Linked DNA regions of Sus scrofa: all the other regions are linked to region 2. A link is a contact called in public Hi-C data. All regions are on one chromosome and are shown on one strand. The core of a region is the stretch at or near the end of the contact, and the rest is flanking DNA. Distances in the headings are between cores, read along the strand shown. Region 1 holds the start of WNK2 (serine/threonine-protein kinase WNK2). Region 2 holds the start of NINJ1 (ninjurin-1). Region 3 holds the start of CARD19 (caspase recruitment domain family member 19).

Region 1 (3,033 bases), core at 449-2,948, 39 kb after region 2:
AAGAAGGAGGAGTTCTCATCATGGCTCAGTGGTTAACAAATCTGACTAGGAACCATGGGGTTGCTGGTTCCATCCCTGGCCTTGCTCAGTAGGTTAAGGATCTGGCGTTGCCGTGAATTGTGGTGCAGGTTGCAGACATGGCTCGGACCCAGTGTTGCTGTGGCTCCGGTGAAGGTTGGCGGCTACAGCTCCGATTACATCCCTAGCCTGGGAACCTTCACATGCCGTGGGTACGGCCCTAAAAAAAATAGGCAAAAAAAAAAAAAAAAAAAAAAAAAGAAGAAGAAGAAGAAAGAAAAATTATTATGGAACTTTTTGGCTCCCACCGGATGGGGAGACTTCCCCAGGGGCCCCATCATTTGCCCTTCCCATCATTTTCAGAGAGAGTTGCAGGAGCCTCCAGAGCCTAGGAGCCTAAGCTTGGGTGGCCCAAGTGTCCCCACCCATCCATCTGCCCCAACCCCTTCCTTCAGGTGCCCTGTCCCCATCACTCCAGGATACCCCTGCTGCCTCCCTGCTCTGCTCTCCTAACACGGTCTTCCCCATTGGCCCCTGTCCGCTTTTGGGACCTAGGCTCCCTGCTGTTTCACCTGCCTTTGGGGTGGGGCCTGCATAGTTTTCAAGTGAGTGCCACCTCTCCATGCTGTGGCCTGAGTGAGGCACCCAGGGAAGTGGCCCTCAGGGGCTGTACTAGACTGACGGCGTGCTCCTGAGAATAGTCAAAGTCAGACCTGCTCCAAAAAGTACCTCTTAACTGGGCTCCCTGGGGGCAAGGCAGACCCTAACCTTCCTACCAGTGGGCTATGCTGGGGACTGACTGGAGCAGAGGCAGAGCGTGAGCCCTGTCTTCCTTTCTGTCTTCGTGAGCATGTGTTGAAATCCAGCTGTGCTCTGACCATTATATGTATCTCATGAATGAGCAAACTGTCTTAGCTGCTTAGCTGTGTACTCATGGTCATGCATCAGCAGAGAAAGTGGGTTCCTTGTCATGAGAAGCCTGTAAGGCAGAGCTGCCCAAAACTACCCCTAATGGCTCAGAGAGCACATAGCACTCAGTCAGGGGCAGTGCTTCCCAGTTTCCCAGAGCCTGGGCTTCCCCTGCGATGTGTAGGGATACTGATGCCATATTATGCACATCTGCCAGCTGTGGGTGGGCAGCAGCCTGCAAGTGATGATGTGAATTGCCAGCCGTCTCCTCCATCATCAGGCAGGCATGATGCCCATATGCCACTAGCTTGTCCCAGGGAGCACGAAGGCCGGACTGGCTTGCATGCATCCGTCTGTAGTACGCTTCGCTTCATCCCTTCTCAGTTTTCCTTTGACAGACCTAGGCACATCCGTCATGGGCAAGCTTGAAACGGATAGGCTTGAACTTAGGGTGTCTTTCTGGACTGAACGCGTCTTGAAGAAATCGGCAGCTACTCCAGGTGGACAAACCAGGAAGGCCAAGCCAGTTCTGCAGGGGGGAATAACAGGCCATCGGGGCCAGCAGCCTCCCGGAGCATTCCAAAAAGCCTCGAGGACGGGGGGCCAGTAGTGCCTCCTGGAGCAGGTAGCTTGAGGGCCGAAGCGGGCCTGGGTGGCCCGGGGGCCCGCCCGCAGGTGGCCGCGCGCACCCGAGGCCAGGTGGGCGTGCCAGGCCCCGCCCCGCCGCGCCAACCGGGGGCGGGCAGCCGAATGCCCCGCCCTTCTCGCGCGCCGGGTCGGAGGCGGTGCGGGAGCGCAGCCGCGCGGAGCCGGAGCAGCACGCGGGAGCGCGGCCCCGCAGCGGGCCGGCCCGAGGGAGAAGCGCCGCGACCCGGCGCCGAGGTGACCTGGGCCCGGAGCGCGGATCCTGGCTCTGAGAGCGACCCCGGACCGAGCGCGGACCCCAGCCCCGATACCGGCCCTGAGCGCGGCCTCGCCGGTCCTGGCTGCCGGGCCGCGGGCATGGACGGCGCCCGTTCACCCTGTGAGTCCCGAGCCCCCCGCCCGTCGCCTTTGTGTGCGCGCCGCGCCGCCGCAGCCCCCTCCCCGCTCGCCCCTCCTGCGCCCCGGGCCGCCGTCCTTTGTGGAGCAGCCGCCTGGCCATTACCTCCCTCTCCCCCAACCTCCTTCGTCCCTCCGCGGCCCAGGGCTGAACCGGACACGGGCCCCCCACACCCCTAGCCCGAGCCTCCCGGCCCTGTCTTCACCCCCTCCCACCTCCAGGGACATCCCAGTAGGCCCCCTTTCCTGGGGCTGGGCAGGGCACAGGTGCCCCTCTTCCCGGCCCCCCTGGGACATCCCAGCAGGCCCCCTCTGCGGCCCAGGCCTGAGGAGGGCACGGTCCCCTCCCACCCAACCCGGCCTCCTGTAGCCCCCTCCTCAGAGACTGCCCAGTAGGCCTCTGCACTGCCGGGGCGGACAGGGAACGGGCCCCGGGGCGGCGCTGTCTCATCCCACAGCCCGGGCAGGTGCGGCGGGCCCGAGCTCACACCAGCCTCTGTGTCCTTGCCCGCAGAGATGGACGACGATGGCGGCCGCCGAGAAGCCCCCGGCGCACTGATGGAGGCCGGGCGCGGTGCGGGGCCCGCGGGCATGGCGGAGCCCGCGGCGGTGCCGCGGGCGCGGGCGGCGCGGCCCGGGCCCCAGCGTTTCCTGCGGCGCAGCGTGGTGGAGTCGGACCAAGAGGAGCCGCCGGGCCTGGAGGCTGCCGAGGCCCCGGGCGCGCAGCCCCCGCAGCCGCTGCAGCGCAGGGTGCTGCTGCTCTGCAAGACGCGCCGCCTCATCGCTGAGCGCGCCCGCGGACGCCCGGCTGCCCCCGCTCCTGCCGCGCCTGCAGCGCCGCCGGGCGCCCTTGCCGACCCGGTCCCCGAGCCTGCTGGCACGCAGGAGCCTGGCCCAGACCCCGCGCCCACGCCGGTCCCGGATGGTGGCCCCAGCGAGGAGGAGGCGGAAGCTGCGAAGAAGGAGGACGCTGGGGCGCCCGAGGCGAGGCCTGAGCTCGGGCGCACACGCCGGGAGGAGCCCGAGGAGGAGGAGGACGACGAGGATGACCTCAAGGCCGTGGCC
Region 2 (3,058 bases), core at 119-2,618:
GCACACAGCCCACTGCTCCAAAGTGCTCACCAGCCAGGGCAGGCCACAGAGGTTGGGGTGGGGGAGGCTCTTCTCAGTCCCCAGTTTCCTCATCTCCAACCTAGGGACAACCCAGGGGCTGTGAGACGTTACTGAAGAGCTAGCAAGATAGCTGGGGCCCTGGAAAGGCTCCTCCAAGGATGGAGAAGAGTGGAAAGGATTACCGATGGGGGGCCAGGGGCATCGGGGAGTCCCACTCTGCAGTCTAGGGCCTTGCCTCACAGGTTCTCCCCTCACCCCCTAAATGTGGCCTGTGACTGCAACATCATCTAGGACTGGTCACCTACACCTGGGCAGTGCCAGTCTCTGTCTGCCTTAGTCTGGCTTACTTGGCTGAGAGGCCACCATCCCTGCCCCCATCCCCAGGGGGTCAGAAATTGAAAGAATGTCCAAAGTCAACAAGTTACCGGAGGGCAGTATGCAGAACTGCGCCACAGAGGCCTTCGGGAAGCACTGGTCCCAGGCAAAGCCGGTCAGGAACTGATACTCCGGGGCTGCCCTAGCAGTGAGACAGGACCCCAGGGCGGGAGAGTATTAGCTCTAATATGGGACCTCTGCCAGGGCCTGCCCCATGTCCACAGCCAGCAGGGCAGGCTCTGGGCAGCCTGAGGATCTGGGGGTGGAGAGAGGAGACGGTACCACAGCGACCACAAGTTCTCCATCAGGGCACGCACAGGATTGTGCAGTCACCGTGGACACCGTGGGTGACGTAACTGTCTGCCCACTGATGGCCAGGGGCCCAGAAGCCGGGATCCTCTCCGCCCAGTCCCGGCGCGCGGCGAACGGGAGATGCAGAATTGGAAGGCAGTGTGGGAGCCGGGAAGTCAGGGGCCAAGGCAGGAAGGCAGTGGAAGGTGGTGCCCAGGCCTTTCGGCTAAGAAGTTCAGAGTGGGCGCTACCCGCCCCCGGCTGCGAATCGCAGCCCCCCAACCCGCCCGCGCCCCTGCTCACATGCCGGGGCGGCAGGATTCCCAGGACCACCGCTGGGCCCCAATCGCGTGGGTAGGGGGCGGGACTCACCCGGCGTGGCGGCCACAGCCACGCTTAGCGCAGCCGCCGCGTAGCAGCCTGTTGGCGCCCCTAGGTGCCTGGAATCCCGGGTGCGGGGCCCAGAGTGGGAGGGCGCGGGCCGAGGTCGCGAAGCGGCGCGGGGTGAGGGGTACTTACCGAGGCGTCTGGGGAGCTGGGCGAGACCGGACGCAGGTCGCCGTTGAGCTCATAATCTTCGAGGCGTGAGTCCATGGTGCGGCGATAGAGTAGCCTCACTCTGGGCCTTCGCGCGGCTTCCTGCAGCCGCGGACCCTCTGCTGCGAGCCCGCCCCCGGCCCGCCCCCGGCCCGCCCCGGAACCGCCTCCTCGGCCAGCCCCGCGGGTGCAGCCTCGCTCACACTCCGCCCCCAGCCGGGGCCTGAAGACCCGGCCAGCGGGACACCGAGGCGTGAGTCCATGGTGCGGCGATAGAGTAGCCTGGCTCCGGGCCTCCATTCACCGTGGAGCGCAGGAGCAGGAGACCCCGGCCTGGGTTTCTACTCTCGGAAGCCCCCTACTTCGCCTGTTGGTGGGCAACGGACGTCCCTCCGTGCTCTTGTCACTTTTTGTTTTTATATAATGATTTTTTTTTCTTTTTTTACATTGTAGCTGGTTTACAGTGTTCTGTCAATTTTCTACTGCACAGCATGGTGACCCATATATGTATACATTCTTTTTTCTGACATTATCATGAACCATCATAGGTGACCAGCAGGAATTGCCCTCCTGTCGCAGCGGAAGCGAATCCGACTAGGAAACATGAAGTTGAGGGTTGGATCCCTGGCCTCGCTCAGAGGGTTAAGGCATTGCCATGAGCTGTGGTGTAGGTCGCAGGTGCGGCTCTGATCCCGTGTTGCTGTGGCTGTGGTGTAGGCCGGCAGCTACAGCTCCGATTTGACCCCTAGCCTGGGAACATCCATATGCCGTGGGTGTGGCCCTTAAAGGACAAACAACAACAACAACAAAGTGACCATAGTTCCCAGTGCTACACAGCAGGATCTTGTCACTTTTAATCCTTAAAGCGAGGGAAAAATCCTTTCCCCAGCTACTTCACTAACTGCCTGGCGCGCCAGTTAGGTAGGGTGTTATTGCCCAGCGAGACTCACCCTGGGGGCCCCGGTGAGGATCTCACCAATACCTCTCCCGCCCCGCAGAAGAAACCTGGGTCAATAAGTTGTCTGGGCCCAACTCACTCTGAGCCTGCGAGCTTTCTCGGCCAGGAAATGGGTGTGTGAAGGCTTCTGACAGGAGCAGAGGGAAGGGGAAGGCAGAGAAGGATCACCGCAGGTTGGGCCCACTTTGTGCCAGTACCCTCTCCGCGCCTCATGAAGCAGCCTCTGTGTCTTCAGGCGGGAGGCAGGGCCCCCTTGCTTGGGGCAGCACCCTGTGCCAGAGCCAACCGCTCAACCTAGCCAGAGCGTGTTGGTTCCTCCAGCCCTTGGCTCAGTCGGCCCTTGTTCCCCAGGACCCGGGCCTTTCCCAGAAGCCAGATTGGTGGGGAGGGGACAGGCGTTATCTCCCTCGGAGGGTATGTGTACGTCCAGGCCCCTGTGTTCCGTCATGTTCTGTCCTGACCCTGACGCAGCCCTCAGGCCTGGCTGATTTTCACTCTTCCTAGTTGCACCCGCCCCCAGCCCCTCTCAAGGGAGAGCAACCAGCCCCCTCCATCCTTCCAGCCACCTTGGGGAGGTGCAGTGGCCTCTGTCAGAGCTCTGTTTCCTGGCTGCTGTAGGACCCTATGACCCTGAACTGCCATTAGAAGCTGTGTGACCTTAGGCAGGTGGCTTGACCTCCCTGTGAGTCAGCTTCCCCATCTGTGAGGGGGAGGTCCTGCTTTTAGCACAGGCATTTGACCAAGGCCATGTGGGCATGAATTTAACCCCTCCTTATAAACCAACGATCACAGGGGGTAAGCAGCAGTGCTCAAGGTCAGAAAGTGGTAAGTGACATTGGCCTGGAGCTGGAGGCTCATTCATTCATTCATTCATCC
Region 3 (2,960 bases), core at 325-2,824, 39 kb before region 2:
TCCCTCCAGGCCTTGAAATCCTCAGAAAGTCCATTGAATAAAACATAATTCTCAACTTTTAGGTTGTGCATTTTTTCAGTTGACGGTTTCAAAGAGGTGAAGGGGGAGCCAGGAAATACAAGAGCTTTTGCTGAAAAAAGAAAAAAACGAAACACCCAAAGTAGTTGAACATCAAAAGATTACACCTCAAGTTAATGTGCTTTTCTACATTTGCGAAGATGCTAGAATCTCCCTCAATAAAAGTATTCCTTAGATATGCATCTTAATGATCCAGGGCCGGTAACTTGTTTTTCCTCTATCTTAAATTCCCCTCGGGTGGTGGTGGTGGCGTAGTGGCTAAAGACTTGACGGCGGGTAACTTTCATTATTTACTGGGATGATAGGTAACATTTTTTGTCCGCAAAGCCATGATCCAGGATGAAAGATGCAAAATAATGGAGGTGGGGGTCAGGCCATTCCACCAGTGGACAACAGGCCCCGTCCGGGAGGCCCCTAAGTGGCCTGTGCGCGGCTTGCAGAGGAAGGGCCTGGACTTGCACTAACGCACTGCCAAGTCAGGTTACCCGGACCTCCTACCCCGTTGTCTCAAGGTCTGAGGTAGCCTGGGGTAGGACGGGGCTGGGCTCTCAGTTAAGCCAGGCCAGGTTCACTCCCAGCGTTTGAGGAAGGGACGGTGCCCGTGTGGTGACCTCCTACGACTCGGCCCAAGAATTTTGGGGTTTCCAGCCGACAAATGCACCCATTCTCCAGTTTCCTCATTCCAGGAGTGGCGGCAATGGCATGGCAGACCGTGTCCAGAAACGCTTAGCGGGGTCCGGAGCTTGGCTACCCCCACCCTAGACCAAGACAGGGTGGAACAAGAGCGGGTCCAAGGTGGGGGGTCGGGGAGGAGTGAGGAGGAGACCCGCGAGGTTGCCCCAGAGGATCCGGCGAGGGCCGGGGCTCAGGATGCAGCGGCAAAGGACATGCGCCGAAAGGGGCGGGGCTAGACTGGGGGCGGGACCACGTGGGAAAAGGCGGGGTGCGGGAGGAACTCTGTGAGGGGCGGAGCTGAGGGCATCTCTTCCTGGCAAGAATGAGGCCCAAGGCTTCCTGGGCTCAGAGAGGGGCGGGATGCAGGACTGTGGCAGAGGCGTAGTGGCGCCAGCGGGGGTGGGCTCAGTGTGGGTGGGTTTAGAGCGCCAGCGGTGACAGAGCCAAGTCAGGGCCGCCCGGAAGGGCTGGCTCGGTGAGGGGCGGGGCCGAGGGCCCCTAGCGGCGTCCATTACCACGCCTTAGGAAGCGGGGCTGCGGGGGAGGTACGGCGTTTAGAACCCTTGAGGCGACGCCGCCGACGCCGTGGGCGGGGCCTAGTGGGAGGGGCGGGCTCAGTGCGGGGCGGGGCTAAGGGCTCCTAGCGGCGTCTGTTCCCACGCGCTAGGAAACCAGGCTGGAGGGAGCTGCGGCGTTTAGAGCCCTGGCGGCGATGGCGGCGATGGCGCCGACGCCGTGGGCGGGGCCTAACGGGAGAGGGCGGGCTAAGTGAGGGGCAGGGTTAGGACTTAGTCGCGATGATGCTGGGGGCGGGGCCCGCCGGGAAAGAGCGGGCCAGGGCGGGCGGCGGTCACCGGGGCTGACGGGCAGCGGACCGGACAACCAGACAGACAGACGGCGGCAGGGGGACGGGCCGGCTGGGTGCACGCTGTGCCGCCGCCATGACAGGTGAGCGCTGTCCGGGGTCGTGCCTGACAGGGACAGGCGCGCGGCCACGGTGGCCCGTAGGGTCCGGTGTCCCGATACCACCCCAGGGGAGGCCCCTCGCTGCGACGGGAGTGACCTTGCCCGTGACGGCGGGACCGCGGCAAAGCGGCGTGCAGCCTGGGGCCAGTTTCTTGGGGGACGAGGCCAGGCCAGGCTCTGGAGGGTTCTGGGCGACAGAGGCTGGGCCTGGGATGGTTCTGAGGGGTGAGGCCAGGGCATGCCGTGGAAGGTTCTAGTGAGTGGGGGCCAGGTCTTGGGTGGTGTCGGGAAGGCAGGGATCAGTGCATGTCTGTGGGTCAGGAGATTCTGGGCTGGGGATGTGGCCTGACAGTGGGAGGTTAAAGTCAAAGGTGTGCGAGGAATACTCTTTTAGGTTCTGGGTTCTACTATGTGCTCCTATCAGGAGATAATAGACTGAGAATGGCGTCAGGTGGTTCATTCCTGGGCAGTGGTTGGTAGTCAGGGGAATCTCTGGTACCTCCCATTCTGCACCCCTTGCCCAGTGGGGACAGGCCCAGGAGAATTGTGCACACGCTTTGCGCTCCATACTGGATTGTTTAAGGCCCTCCAGCATCTTTTTCCAGGACAGGGTCTCCAGCCCAGCAACCTACACCCCCCACCCCTACCCTCAATCCACTCTACCCCACCCAGGACCTCTCTGGACCTGCCCACTGCCTTCCTGACCCTAACTGAACAGGGTGGCCCTTTTCTGTAGACCTTCTCCTGTAGGAGAAGCTCCATGAAAATGACAGGCTGGTGACAGAGCCCATGACAGTGTGGTCAGGGAATGTGGTGGCTCCCAGAAGCGATACTTCATTTCAAGGGCCCCACTATTCTGCTTCATGAGGCAGAAGTCACCTAGGGGTAGCCCAGGGGGTCAGGGAGTTCCCAGAAGTCCCTGTTCTCTCCCCAACACTCACTGGAGACCCAGCCCAAGTCCTGCACACAAATAGGATTTCTTGGGCAGGAACCTGGTGATTTCCAGGACATCAGTGTCCCAGCCGAAGCCAGAAGGGACCCTAGCAGTTATGCACTCTGTTCTCATCTCCCTGAACCCTTTTTATCTGTGGCTGCTGTTTCTAAGTACAGTTGACCCTTGAACAACTGGAATTTCAACTGTGAGGATCCATTTGTATGTGGACTTTTTTTTTTTTTTGATAAATATGTTATACTACTACGTGATATGAGGTTAGTTGAATCCAAGGATATAGAATCTTGGA

The links. A called contact is a pair of places that touch in the nucleus more often than the background predicts.
Region 1: a Hi-C map of epiblast stem cells shows a contact between it and region 2, with 2.4 times the contacts expected there. The contact joins the promoter of WNK2 here to the promoter of NINJ1 in region 2.
Region 3: a contact with region 2 is called in a Hi-C map of liver, with 2.8 times the contacts expected there. The contact joins the promoter of CARD19 here to the promoter of NINJ1 in region 2. A contact is called at or near these places in 1 of 5 promoter capture datasets (liver), 5 of 47 Hi-C or Micro-C datasets (fetal skeletal muscle, heart right ventricle, liver and 1 more) and 1 of 2 datasets of contacts at active chromatin or transcription factors (alveolar macrophages).

Annotation. Positions count from the first base shown.
Region 1 is chr3:42,709,690-42,712,722 of Sscrofa11.1, forward strand. WNK2 (serine/threonine-protein kinase WNK2) reads left to right here and starts at 1,699. Exons shown (of 30, transcript XR_002342931.1): 1 at 1,699-1,951; 2 at 2,483-3,033.
Region 2 is chr3:42,671,462-42,674,519 of Sscrofa11.1, forward strand. NINJ1 (ninjurin-1) reads right to left here and starts at 1,369. Exons shown (of 4, transcript XM_021088145.1): 1 at 1,207-1,369. The coding sequence starts at 1,281.
Region 3 is chr3:42,631,942-42,634,901 of Sscrofa11.1, forward strand. CARD19 (caspase recruitment domain family member 19) reads left to right here and starts at 1,575. Exons shown (of 6, transcript NM_001244277.1): 1 at 1,575-1,701. The coding sequence starts at 1,695.